2 separate regions of the Canis lupus genome follow, and region 1 is linked to region 2. The links are chromatin contacts, called in public Hi-C maps. All regions are on one chromosome and are shown on one strand. The core of a region is the stretch at or near the end of the contact, and the rest is flanking DNA. Distances in the headings are between cores, read along the strand shown. Region 1 has its middle 15 kb from the start of BLCAP. Region 2 has its middle 9.7 kb from the start of GHRH.

The links. A called contact is a pair of places that touch in the nucleus more often than the background predicts.
Region 1: a contact with region 2 is called in a Hi-C map of skin fibroblasts, with 2.8 times the contacts expected there. The contact joins two enhancer-like sites. A contact is called at or near these places in 7 of 9 Hi-C or Micro-C datasets (amygdala, blood, liver and 1 more).

Annotation. Positions count from the first base shown.
Region 1 is chr24:26,705,052-26,711,462 of UU_Cfam_GSD_1.0, forward strand. No RefSeq gene overlaps it. Among named protein-coding and RNA genes, the nearest start is that of BLCAP, 15 kb to the left of the region's middle. Within about 2 kb of position 5,145, at least 2 of the 20 cell types and tissues checked have an H3K27ac peak or open chromatin away from gene starts, as enhancers often do.
Region 2 is chr24:26,472,901-26,479,911 of UU_Cfam_GSD_1.0, forward strand. No RefSeq gene overlaps it. Among named protein-coding and RNA genes, the nearest start is that of GHRH, 9.7 kb to the left of the region's middle. Within about 2 kb of position 4,256, at least 3 of the 20 cell types and tissues checked have an H3K27ac peak or open chromatin away from gene starts, as enhancers often do.

The sequences.
Region 1 (6,411 bases), core at 3,895-6,394, 230 kb after region 2:
AGAGAGGGAGTTTGTGTCACTCTTCTGAATTCCAGAACTATTTACTGGGTACCATCACTTGGATGCCTAACAGGCCTCTCAAACTCATTGTGTCCCAAACAGAAGTCTTAACCCTTCCCCCACCCCAAATCGACTCTATCTTGTGCACTTTCCTATCTCAGCCAATGGCAATACCATTCTTCCATTTTCTAAGACCAAAAATCTTAGAGTCATCCTTGATTATTTCTCTACAACTGGTCAATCTCTGTGACTCTACTTTTGAAATATCTCCAGAATCCAACCTCTTCTCACCATTTCTACCACTAATATCCTGATCCAAGGTACCATCCCTCTCACCTGGATTACTGTAGAAGCCTCCCTAGTGGTCTCTTGTACTATCCATGCTCTACTATAGTCAATACTCAGCAGCCAGAGTGATTTTGTTAAAAATAACTTGTTACTACTCTCTTCAAAATCCTTGTTGTCCCTTTATTTCTCCCAGAGTTGAATTCTAGATCCTATAAAGCTTTCTATAAGTTACCTCCCGCTACCCTTCTGATATCACTTCCATAGTTTTCCAGACTCATAGTTGTTCCTGAAAGATTCCAGACATCTGCCCCTCCCCCCTTTGATTTTTTCACTAGCTGTTCCACTGCTGGAATGCTCTTCCTTTAGATATTTTCATGGCTTACCTCCTCATATTCCGTAAATATTTATTCAGGTATGACCTATGGAACAAGGCTGACCCTGATCATCCTATCTGAAACTGCAACCTACCTCTACATTCAAATTCTTCTCACCCTGTTCTATTTTTTCCCCATGGCACTTGCCACCTGTCACATATTTTATAATTTATTTATTTAGTATATTTATTGTTTATTATCTGTCTTTTCCCTCTGTAATAGAAATTTCATGTGGACAGGGATATTTGCCTGTTTCATTCATTGGTGTAACCCTTTTTTCTAGCAGAATGCTTGGTGAAATGGTGTTTGTTGAATGAATGAACCTGAGGACCTTCTGAGTATAAATAGGGATTCTCACTGCTTGATTTTTAAAAAAATGAGAATGATGTAATTAATTTATTGTTTAGAATTTCATCTTCATCCAAAACCAAGCAGCACTGAAGTGAAGGGCTTATTCTAACTGATCTTAAATACTCCTTTCTCTATACTGAGGAGTGTATGCACTCATATGCTATCCTCTCAAGTTTTAAAAAATGAGTTGCTCAACAGAAGTAAAACTGGAAAATGTTCACAAGTTTGTGGGAGTTAGACAGCAACTTCTTAAATAATGATCAAATCACAAAGGGAATGAGAAAATACTTAGAGACAAATGAAAATGAAAACACATATACCAAAACTTATGGGACTCAGCAAAAGCAGTGTTAATAGGTAAATTTATAGCTATAAATGCTTATACTAAAAAACAAGAAAGATCTCAAGTCAACAATTTAAGTTTACAACTTAAACCTAAAGCTAGCAGAAGGAAGGAAATAATAAAGATTAAAGCAGAGATAAATGACATAGACAACAGAAAAACAGTAGAGAAAAAAATCAATGAAGCCAAAAGTTGATTCTTTGAAAAGATTAACAAAATTGACAAGCCTTAGTTAGATGGACTAGGAGAAAAAGAGAAAAGACTCAAATTACTAAAATTAGAAATAAAAGTGGGCATTACTACTGATTTGAGAGAAGTGCCAAGGATTATGAGTACTGTGAACAGATTGGATAGTATAGATGAAATGAACAAATTCCTAGAAACACAAAACCTTCCAAGCTAAATCGGGAAGAAATACAAAATCCGAACAGATCTATAACTAGTAAGGAGATTGAATCAGTAATCAGAAATCTCCCAACAAATAAAAGCCCTGGGCCTGATAGCCTCATTGGTGACTTCTACCAAATATTTATTAGCTTATTACACGAAAAAACTTTAGGATTAATAAATGAATTCAGCAAAGTAGCATACAAAATATGCTATACAAAGTAGCATACAAAGTATGTATACAAAGTAGTATACAAAGTCAACTTACATAAATCAGTTGTGTTTCTATACACAAACAATGAACAATGTAAAAGGAAATGGCAAAAATAATTGCCTTTATAATAGCATCAAAAAGAGTAGAAATACTTATGTGTATTTTACCACAATAAAGAATGTTTAAATATGTTGAATAATTAAAAAGTGAATAAATAAAATCATATATACTAGGAGCAAATAATTGGAAATGAGTTTTTTGAAATTCAATTTAAAATAGCACTATAGGGTCACCTGGGCGGCTCAGTGATTGAGCGTCTGCCTTTGGCTCAGGTTGTGATCCCGGGCCCCGGGATCGAGTTCCCTGCAGGGAGCCTGCTTCTCCCTCTGCCTGTGTCTCTGATTCTCTCTGTAGGTCTCTCATGAGTAAATAAATAAAAATATCTTTAAAAAAATAAAATAAAATAGCACTATAAACCATAAAATATTTAGGAGTTGTAAAAAGGAAAACACTCTGTCTACTCCTACTACTGTGCATAGTACTTTACTTCCGACACCTAAAGTATAGGTTTTCCCATATAACAAGGAATTCTCGAATTCTCTGAGGACACCAGCTGGGTGGTCTATCGTACTATTTACGGACTCTCCAATGAATATGAAATATTAAGTTACAACCTTAACAAAACATGTGCAGGATCTGTTTGCTGGTAATTACAGAATGTTGAGGAGAGAAACCAAAGGAGAGACATACTGTGTTCATGGATTGGAAGAGTCAACATACTACAGATGTCACTTTTTTAATTGATCTATTGATTTAGTGCAGTTACTGTCAAAGTCCCAAAAAGGTTTTTTGTAAACCTAGATAAATTTATCCTAAAATTTATATAGAAAGGCACAAGCCCTAGAATAGTAAAACAATCATGAATTAGAAGAATAAAGGAGGAATTACTCCACCTGATATTAAGATATTGATTAGCTACAGAAATTTCGACTATGTGGTTCTGGCAGAGGAGGGAATAGGGAACTCAAAATTAGAATTATACAAATATGCCTAATTGATATTTGATAAAGATGTTAAAGCAATGCAATGAAGGAAAGATAACTCTTTAAATACACGGTGTGGAAATATTGGGCATCCATGGGCAAAGGAAGGAAGGAAGGAAGGAAGGAAGGAAGGAAGGAAGGGAGGGAGGAGGAAGGAAAGAAGGAAGGAAAGAAGGAAGGAAAAAGAACATCACCAAAACCTCACATATCATAGAAAAATTAACTCAAAATGGAGTTAATAAACGTAAATGTAAAATGTAAAAGTACAAAACTTTTAGCGCCCCCCCCCCCAAAGGATCTCTTCAAGGTCTGAAGCCAGGCAGAGTTCTTAGAGGTAACCACTGATCTGATTCATGTTACCATAGATTCCTTTTGCTGTTCTAGAACCTTAATGAACAGAATCACATCAAATGTAGTCTTTTGTGTGACATTTTTCACCTGCAGTAATGTTTTTGAAATTCATGGACGTGACTAAATGTGGCAACAGTTCATTCCTTTCCATTGCTGAGCAGTATTTCACCATATAAACACACCACTGTTAGTTTATCAAGTTGATGGACATTTGAATTCTTTCCAGTTTGGAGCTATTACAAGGAAAGCTGCTATGAAAATTTTTATATAAGTCATTTCATGGACATTTGTTTCCATTTTCTCCTGGGTATAAATATGTGGAATGGGAGTGAGTAGATCATGTGGCCAGTTTAACTTTATTAGAAACTCCTCAAATGTTTTCCAAACGGGTGGCATCATTTGACATTCCCACCTGCTAGCTAGGAGAACTCCCGTTGTTCATCTTTCCTAAAATTTGGTATGGTCAACTTTTTTTTAAAATTTTTACTTATTTATGATAGGCACACACACACACAGAGAGAGAGAGAGGCAGAGACACAGGCAGAGGGAGAAGCAGGCTCCATGCACCGGGAGCCCGACGTGGGATTCGATCCCGGGTCTTCAGGATCGCGCCCTGGGCCAAAGGCAGGCGCCAAACCACTGCGCCACCCAGGGATCCCGTATGGTCAACTTTTTATACTTTAACCATTCTGATTGGTATGTAGTGATGATTCATTTGAATAACAAAGATATCTAATACATTAGAATGATAAATAGTACACAGGGATACCAAAAACAAATCTCAGTGGTCCAGAAGTTTGACATCTTAAAGAGCCCAACACAAAGTAATTCCTGTGTGATCAATCCCAGTTTCCCTCCAACCTATTCCCAAATAACCCCTCACCCCCATACTCTGCTCGCTGCAACCCGAGGGCCCCAGTCTAGTGCCAATACCAACTTCCTACCTGCCCTTGCCACCTCCAACTTTACCCCTGATCCTGACCCTCCCCTGCTCCGAGCCCTTGAGATCAAGCCCACACACTTGGGGCTGGCACCTGAGCCCCCCCTCACCAGCCCCAGCCTCATTTTTCATTATGGAAAGTCCGTCTGGCACTTTGTAGCCTCTGACAAGCTTCCAAGAAGCCGGGCTACCCTCTCACGGCCACCGCAGTTTGTCTCTCCCTGGAGATGGAAAGTAAACAAGAGGCTGTTGGGTCCTGGGAGTGAGTGGGTGAGGTGAGATAAGGGATGACTAATGGGCACAGGGTTTCTTTTGGTGTTGATGAAAATGTTCTGGAATTAGGGGAGATGTGATTGTGATGGTCGTACAATTTTGTGAATGTACCAAAAATTACTGAATTGTATACTTTATGAGGGTGAACTTTATGGTATGTGAGTTATCTCTCCATAAAGTGGTTATAAAAACCTTTAAGAAGGCCCTCACTTTCAGGTGCTGACTCTACACTTGCATGACCCTGAGAGCGAGGGCCTCAGATTTTGTGTCCTTCTGTACCCTGGTCCTGGTCCTGGTAGAAGATGGAGTATTTATCCTCTATATTCTGAGCCTCATGGATGGAGGGTCATGCCTGGGGTCTAAGTCTCCTGGCTTGTCGCCTGCATCCAGTCAAGCTTAATGCTGTGGACAGACGACTCCCTCAGGTACATAGACACAGGAAGCCATGAGGATGTGTGGGTCTGATGGCCAGCACCATCACTGTCTGCTACACCCCGGCTTATCAGGCCACTGTCGACCCTGTAAACTCCCCTCCTCTCCTCCCCCTAATCATGCTCATGCTGCCCCAGCCATCCTGGCCTTGGTTTTCTTCAAAGAACACACCACTTTCCCACTTCGGGGCCATGGCACAGACTGTTTCCTCTGCTCTGAGCACTGTCCCCAGCCTTTCTTCTTCTTGCTGGCTCCTTCTCATCCTTCAGGACTCACTTCAAATGTCACCTCCTTACAGAGGTCTTCTCTTCTTGCCCCACCCAAATGGGTTCCCCATTGTTCTTTCTTGAAGTACCCAGGATGCTTTATTAATAGCACTTATCACAATTTGGAAATTATATATTCATTTGTTTGTCTATGTACTGAGTGTCTTTCTTCCCCAGCAAGGTGTCAGATTGAGGAAAGAGGGTTTGGGTCCATCTTGCTCATGGCTATATCTACCATACCTTTCACTGTGCCTGGAATTTAGAAGATATTCAGTAAATGTTTGTCAGATGCTTTATGAATAAAGCCCAGGCTCTGCTCCTCCGAACAAGCACTCCTAGCCAAGTAGGGAGGGAGGTGTCTGGGCAGGCATCTATGTCACCAGATGGTCCCTACTATTATAGGTAGGTGAGCAGAGGGGTGTGGGAAGCCAGAGGAGGGAGAAATTAATTCTGGGAGCTCAGAGAGGAGATAAAATGTAGATAGCAAATACCATTTGAGTTGGCTTTTGAAGGATGAATAGGAGAGTATCAGGGATATATGGATAAGGGAAGAAAATGCCAGGCAGAGGGAATAGCATAGCTAAAAATTTAGAAGCAGGTAAGTGCTGCTGTGATTCCTGTGTGTGTGTGTGTGTGTGTGTGTGTGTGTGTGTATTTAGGGTGGTAGGATGTGAATCTGGAGATGCAGGTGGAGCCCTGGATATGAAAGGTTTCTAACACCCAGCTTAGGAGATTGGATTGGTTCTGACCTGTGGTATTTCCTTTAGTATGACATCAGTGTCACTGGAGGGGTTGGCCAGTTGCCTGGATGATTTGAAGTGGGACATCAAGCTCATGATTTCACAAGGATTTAAAAATAGTATATAATTTTAGTAGTTTCCTTTGAAGATAAAAATATGTAAATCGAACTCAAAATCACAGGAAGTCACCTGAAAGAAAAATATTAAGTAAATAAATAGAAGTGGATTCAGGAAGGAAGTTTGGCAAATGCCACAGGATGGTGGAGGCCAGAGCACGGACAGAGCAAGGGAGGCACATGGCAACGCTGGGCTTTAAATGCTCGCTCTCACTGGCCATCGACTGAGGAGAGGTAGGCAGGAGGGCATGAGACGTGGGCCTGAAGAATCCATAGGCCTGGGGTCTGATTGG
Region 2 (7,011 bases), core at 3,006-5,505:
ATTTATTTATTTGAGAGAGAGAGACAGTGAGTCCAGGGTGCGAGTGGGGGATGGGCAGAGGGAGAGGGTGACTAGCAGACTCCCCACTGAGAAGGGAGCCCTGGATCCTGAGACCATGACCTGACCCGAAATCCAGAGTCAGATGCTTGATTGGCTGAGCCACACCATGTGCCCTTTTCGGGAATCTTCCATGGAAGTGCAGTATATAAAGCAGATTTATTTATTTATTTATTTTAAGATTTTATTCATTTATTTCTGAGAGACACAGAGGCAGAGACATAGGCAGAGAGAGAAGCAGGCTCCCTGCAGGGACTGGATCCGATCCAAGGATTCCAGGATCATGCCCTGGGCGTGAAGGCCGACATTCAACCTCTGAGTCACCCAGGCGTCCCTATAAAGCAGATTTAAAACATGAGACTGCTCTGGTTGAAGTGGGGCAAGTGAAGACTCCCTTTGGCTGCCCCTGAAGGAAACCAGTAGTTTCTGAAGTAGTCTCCCAGCAGTTTATTGTGATCTTTCTTCTTAGCTTGCACTGAGCTGTGTTCTTGCCACACAGCACACAGAGGATGTTTCCCATAGAAGCAGGGACAGAGTGGCATGTCACTGTGCCAGCCTGGACACAAAGTGGTCAGGTCGGCCAGGTCCCCAGGGACTAAGCGTGGGCAGATAGGTGGGAGACAACCCCCCCCCCCATACATCCAGGAGAAGTGAGGTTATTTCAGGGAATGGAAGGTGGGAGCTGCATAGAGTTAAACTAGAATAGACACCAGGCCAGAGAGCAGATGTAGGGCACGTGGAGCAGGCTGGAGAAGCCATGGGGATCAGAATTCAACCTTAGTGGAAGCTCCCTTGCCTGGCAAGCATTATGCTAAGGGCTTCATGCCTGTTCTTAGTTTTCTCATCTGTAAGATAAGAATCATAGGGCTCAACTCATAAGGGTGAGGATTAAATGCACCAGTGCATTATGTACAGGCCTGCTATAGAACAAGTCTCAAGAATTAGCTCTTCCCATTTTTATTATTGTAGTTGTAATACACGAGAAAACAGAGGCACAGAAAGGTGACCCACTTATCCACAGTCACACACCTGGATGTGGGCTCAATCCCAGGGCCCCAAGATCATGACCTGAGCTGAAGGCAGATGCTTAACCAACTGAGCCACCCAGGCACACCTCTTCTACTCTTTTTTTTTTTTTTTAAAGAACTTTAACAGTTTTATTAAAGTATAATTCACACACCATAAAAGGCATTTGTTTGAAGTCTATGGTTCAACGAGTTTTCATAAGTTTATAAAATTGTGTCACTATCACACAATCCTGTGTGGAATACCTGTTACCCAAAAGTTCCCTTTAGCCCATTTGCTATCGATTCCCACCCCAACCCCAGCCTCAACAACCACCGATCTGCTTTCTGCCTCTCTAGGTTTTTCCTTTGGCAGAAAGTTCATATGAATTATGGAGTCACATGATACGTACTCTTTGTCATCAGGCTTCTTTCACTCCACCTCTTGCTTTTGAGATTCTTTGGTGTTGATCCAAGTGTCCACAGTCTGTTCCACTTTATCGCTGAGTAGCATTCCATTGTATGGAAGTCTGACAGCTTGTTTACCCATTCACCATGATGAACATTTAGGTCGATTTCAGTTTATTTAGAGGCTATTATGAAAAATGCTGTTATGAACACTCGTGTGCACGACTTTGTACAAACATGTGCTTTTGTTGCTTTTGGGTGGTTACCTAGGAGTGGAATTGCTGGGTCATATGGTAAGTGAATGGTCAGCTTTTTAAGAAACTGCCAAACTGTTTCTCAAAGTGGCAGTGCCATTTATATTCCTGCCGGCTGCAATGGAGAACTCCCCAGGCTATTCTAAAGCGAGCATTTCTTTATTCCACAAACACCTATGAAGCACTGAATTAGGCCCACACAGCGCTTGTCGGACCAGGTGTTCATCAGTTTCTGAAGGCCTGGTCCTATTTCTAACCTCAGAGGAGTGAGATGGGCCTTTCCCCCTGCACCACATTTTCTTGGGTACTAAAAGGCAGGCACTTGTATTCAAATAGCTGCAGGAGGCAGGCAGGTGAGAAGCGGAGCAATTACCTCAGGCAGGGAGATCCAGAGACATACTGTTAACCGTTCCCAGAATCGAGAGCAAGGAAAAGTCATGTAAAGCTCGGAAAGCATCAGACAGGAGGAGAGAGAAGCATGAACCTGGGGGGCAAAAGGATTTGGATTTGAAATTCAGCTCTGCCACTTGCAAACTGTGTGATTCTGGGCGAGAGGTTTAATCTCTCTGGGCCTCGGCTATCGCATCTGTACAATGGGGATGATAATATTTACCTCAGCAGCTTGTTGTGAGGATCAGAAATATGCTTGTAAAATGTCTGATGCATGTGGCAAGAGGCAGCTGTTTAGGGTAGTTTTTAATGATCAGAGCTCCTAAAGCTGGGCAGGCTGGTGGTGAGGAGAGCTGGGCGCTGTCTGGGATGATGGGCTTCATTTGCAGTATATTCTCCAACCCCTTGAGGTTGAGGATGAGGGAAGAAGCCAGAACAAGCCTTGAGAGGAAGAGCCCAGCCCCCTCCACCAATTCCTGCAGGCAGCCAGTCGCCTCATCCTTATCTTCTGAGAGGCGGTGGGAACGCCTTGCTCACCGCCGGCTTTCTTCCCAGGACGGGTTTTAACCCAGAGTTAATTAGCGATCGTGCCTGCACTAGGAGCTGGGGACTTGAGCTGTGGAAAGAAAGCGCCCCAGAGAAAGGCAGGCTCTAAAAGGCCCCAAAAGGCTGGGACAGAGAGGCTCCACGGAGAGAGAGACAAGCCGTGCATTTGTGTTGCAAATTTCCAGTGTGCTGGAGCCAGCCATTCAAGGAGGGTGATGCTAAAGGCGGTGGGCCTGGGGGTTGGAGGGGGGCATGGGGAGGGAACAGAGGAAGTCAACAAAAGGGGGCCTGTCTGAGGGCCTCAGACCCTGCTTTGTAAAAGCTGCTTTCATCACCCTCCCTGGATGGTGGCAGCGTTCCCAGCCTGAGGCCAGTGTACAGGGAAGGGGAGCCTGGACCCCAGACTCCCAGATTCCCTTGACACTCCACACCCAGCATGCCTTCTAGGCCTGTTTTTATGGAATTGGCAGCAGCAGATGTCACAGAAGTGCTCATGAGTGCTTTATCAGGGTGAGGGACCAGGGTTCAAGTGGTTGGCCTTATTGGGGGTGCCTCAGGCAAAGTCACTGAGCCTCAGTTTCCTCTTCTATAAAAGTGGGGCTAATGGGGTCTTTTCTCCCATTTTGTATCCCTACCCAGGTGGAAGTGCCTGTGATTGGTTGGTGATCCGATAACCATCAGAAGTTCTTCTCTTTCTGGAAAAAGTCTGTATTTGGGAAGGTCATTTGGAGAGCTTTTTTAGAGAGGTGAAGTGGATTGTATTTAGCAAATCAATTAAGTAATTCTGGGTTGCTTGGAAATGTTACTCCCATAAGTATTTTAAACACTCACTTTGCTTGGAATCTTTGAGCCTGCCCCAAGGCAGGAGTTATGAATGTTAACCAGGTTGGTTTTCTGGGTTGATCGATGCAGTGCAGGTGTCAGGCACGCTGACACAGGAAGGCTGTCCCCAGCTGATCCCGGAGGCAAGCTCTCTTTGGTGGAGATGTGTCCAGGCTTCAAAGATCTCCTTGGATCCCACCTCTCCAAGAAGGGTCCCCACACCCTGCTCCTCCCTCCTGGCCTGGCCTTGTGATTCACTGACTTTATATGTGGGAATGTCTCCTTTCCTGAGACACTTGGGATGTCTGCAACCAGATATGACGAATTTTTGAGCTTCCTAAAACTTTCTTTTCCCAGCTTTATTGAGATGTAACTGAAATCTATTAACACTTTCTAATCAAGGTGTGGTTCCTTGACCAGCAGTATCAGTATCTCCTGGGACCTTGTTAGAAATGCAGAGTCTCGGGCTCCACCCCAGACTGACTGAATCAGAGCCTAAATCCCTTTGTTCCAGGATTCTAAAGGTGTCAGGTACCTAAGACAGTCTCTGAAAGCCTGTTGGTTCTCTAAACAGGGAGAAAGGCCGTGACCACAGGCAGCCGGGAGGTGTCGCTGTTCCCCAGTCTTTGGGGATGTCAGGCTTCCCTACAAACGCCAGAGGCCCCCCGAGTTCTGTTTGCTGTGAAATCCAGGAGCACGAGGGGTCCAGGTCAGCTATGTCTGTCGGGCCACCTCCTCCGCAGCCCCCCTGGGGACATCTATCTTTCTCTGCCCACTTCCTGCCCTGGGTTCTCAACTATGTTTCCAGTTAGGGGAGGCTGTGTGTTCTGCAAGCTTAGCCCCTGTCCCAGGATCCCCAGGAGAAAGCCCGGAGGAAAAAATCTACCATGCGGAGCCTTCTTTCAGCCTGGCTCATCAGGCAACAACATGGCCAGGCAGAGGAGGGGGCATCTATCCGGTGGGAGGCCCCTTCTCATTTGCAGAGTTGGAGGATCTTAGGGACAACAGGACCTGCAGACACAGCCAGAGGAAGTTCCCATTATTTGACTATCTACAGGAAAACTCCACAGCCTGCCTGGGACTCCAGTTTCTGGTTTCCCATCTGCTCAGTGTTAGGACCAGTTTATGGCTTCACTTCCCCTTGGTGGTTGTAATGCAGTCAATGGATCTCCATTAGCTATAGATGCAGCAAACCTGAGCTCCAGAGTCAGGGCCAAAGACCAGAGGCAGAGCCACTGGTTTCTCTCCAGAGTTGAAGTTTCCAGTCTGGCCACATCCTCCTGACCTTCCCCCATCACGTGTCATCTGGTTTCTGAACACCCAGGCCACAGAGCGGAATGCGGATCAGCTTCCACAGCCAGCCCCACCCTTCGAGCTGGAACTCTAAATCCCAGAATCCACCCCCCCCCCCCCCCCCCCCCCCCCCCCCCCCCACCCCCGATCCATGACAGACACCTGGTGTCCTGCCTAACTCCAGCCCCTGGGTCAGCCCAATGCGTCCTTACCGAATTTCTTATAGGAATCCAGTTGTCCTGGATCACAGCAGTATAGCTGTTATCTCTAGATGCTTACTATGTGCTAGTCATGTAACATACATGATCTCATCCAATAACCTTAAGGGTTAGGAGTACGAAGCGGTTGCATTTCACGATGGAAGAAGCTGAGTGTTGGAGCCACCGGGTAACTCTCGGCTCTCACTCAGATAGTACATGGGGAAGCCAGGGCTAAAAGTGGCACTTGTCTACCTCCAGACAAGCCCTAGTGCCCTGGAGCAGTGCTACCCCTGCCCCAGCTTCAGCATCTTAGGATTGATTTCTGCCAGCACCTCACAACAGGTATCAGATTTCCCTTTGAGCAGCATCAGTAGGGTCTCTGTGGATCCTGTGAGATGGAGTGATAAGTGTAATGAGTGAAAATTTCCCATGGCCGATGACAAAGATGGCACTATATATTTCACACGCACTTGTCGTGGGGATAGTGACATTTCTTATTCACATTAGAACTTTGATGGTTTCATCAGTGAGCCTGGAACCAAAAATCCTAGGCTCACATTTGACCCAATTCACATATCCCTCAGGTTAGAAATAGACTCAGGCATGCACGAGCTTTTCAGAATATTAATCAATGATGAAAATTCATCATTAATTTATTTGCATATTTCATCATTCATTCAGGCTTTCATCCATCTTTTGACAGGTCACCCATCAAACATCAATGTAATTATGCCTGCTGGGTGCTAAGCATTATGTTTGGTAGCCAGGAACCAAGAAATGGTAAGACGCAATTCAAATCAATAGATATTTCTCTAGTGCTTGCTATGTGCTGCTGTTCAGTGTGTTGAGGGTTCAGGGATTCTGTGGACTTACCTTGGTGGAGATTTTTCTAACTAGGAAGGCAGGCAGGCAAACAGATATATTAGATATGGTGTGATACCTACGGTCTGTAATAGAGGTATGTGCCACATGCTAAAGGAGCAGAGTGGGTGGGGAATCTGCTCTGTTAGGGTGTAGCAAAGGCTGCAAAGGAGATGACTTTTAAGCTGGACCCTGAAGAGAAGGGAAGAAACCTTACTACAGCATGAGCAGAAGCTGGGAGGCATGCTCAGCATGTGACAATTTGTTTGGTGTGGCTAGAGGGTCCTCAGGCCTTTGTGTGCTTTGGACCTGGACACCCACATTCTGTTGTCGGGGATAGCGCACAGGGTTCTGCAGTTTTGTTTTTTTAAGTAGGCTCCATGCTGGGCATGGGCCAACTCAGGCCGAGTTCACGACTATGAGATCAAGACCTGAGCTGAGATCAAGAGTAGGACACTTAACTCACTGAGCCACCCAGGCACCCCATGGGTTCTGCATTTTTAACCAAGGCCCCGGGTGATTCTGATGCAGGTGTGAGAGACCACAGTCTGAGCAACCCGGCTTCATTGGCAGGAATTGCAGAACATGATTCTTGAACAATGTGTGAAGGCCCAGCTGTGCGGGGTGTCAAATACCATGCTTAGGAATTTGGGCCTTTTCTCTTCTCAGTGGAGAGGCCCCCGTGGGAGGCTTTCAAGCCAGCAGCCCGGAGGGGGTACTGAAAAACAGAGTGGCCACAGGGAAGGAACGTGGCCAGGAAGCTTTTACAGCTGTCCAGGTCTGTGGTTCTGAGGGCCTGAGCCAAGACCACACCCCCTACCAACAGCAAGGAGGTCGTTGGGAGCATGTGGGGCCGGCTTTGAGAGGGCTATGGAAGATGGGACCACTGGGCCTGGGGTAGAAAGGACAAAGGAGGCAGAAGGATGGGGAGATGTGAAGAATGAGCTGATGTTTCTAGCTGGGGGCCTGCGGGGTTGTGAGGGGGAGCAATGAGCTCTGATTTACATGAGGTAAGTTTTTAGGACTCAAGGGATCTCTAGAAGGGAGCAGGTAACAGGCAGTTGAAGCCAGTCTGGAGCTTAGATCTGGGCCAGAGGCCAGTGCAGAGAAAGGAGCCAAAGCTGTGGAACATGGGTGGGATCTCAGAGAGAAGGAACATTGCAGGGCAGATAGCTG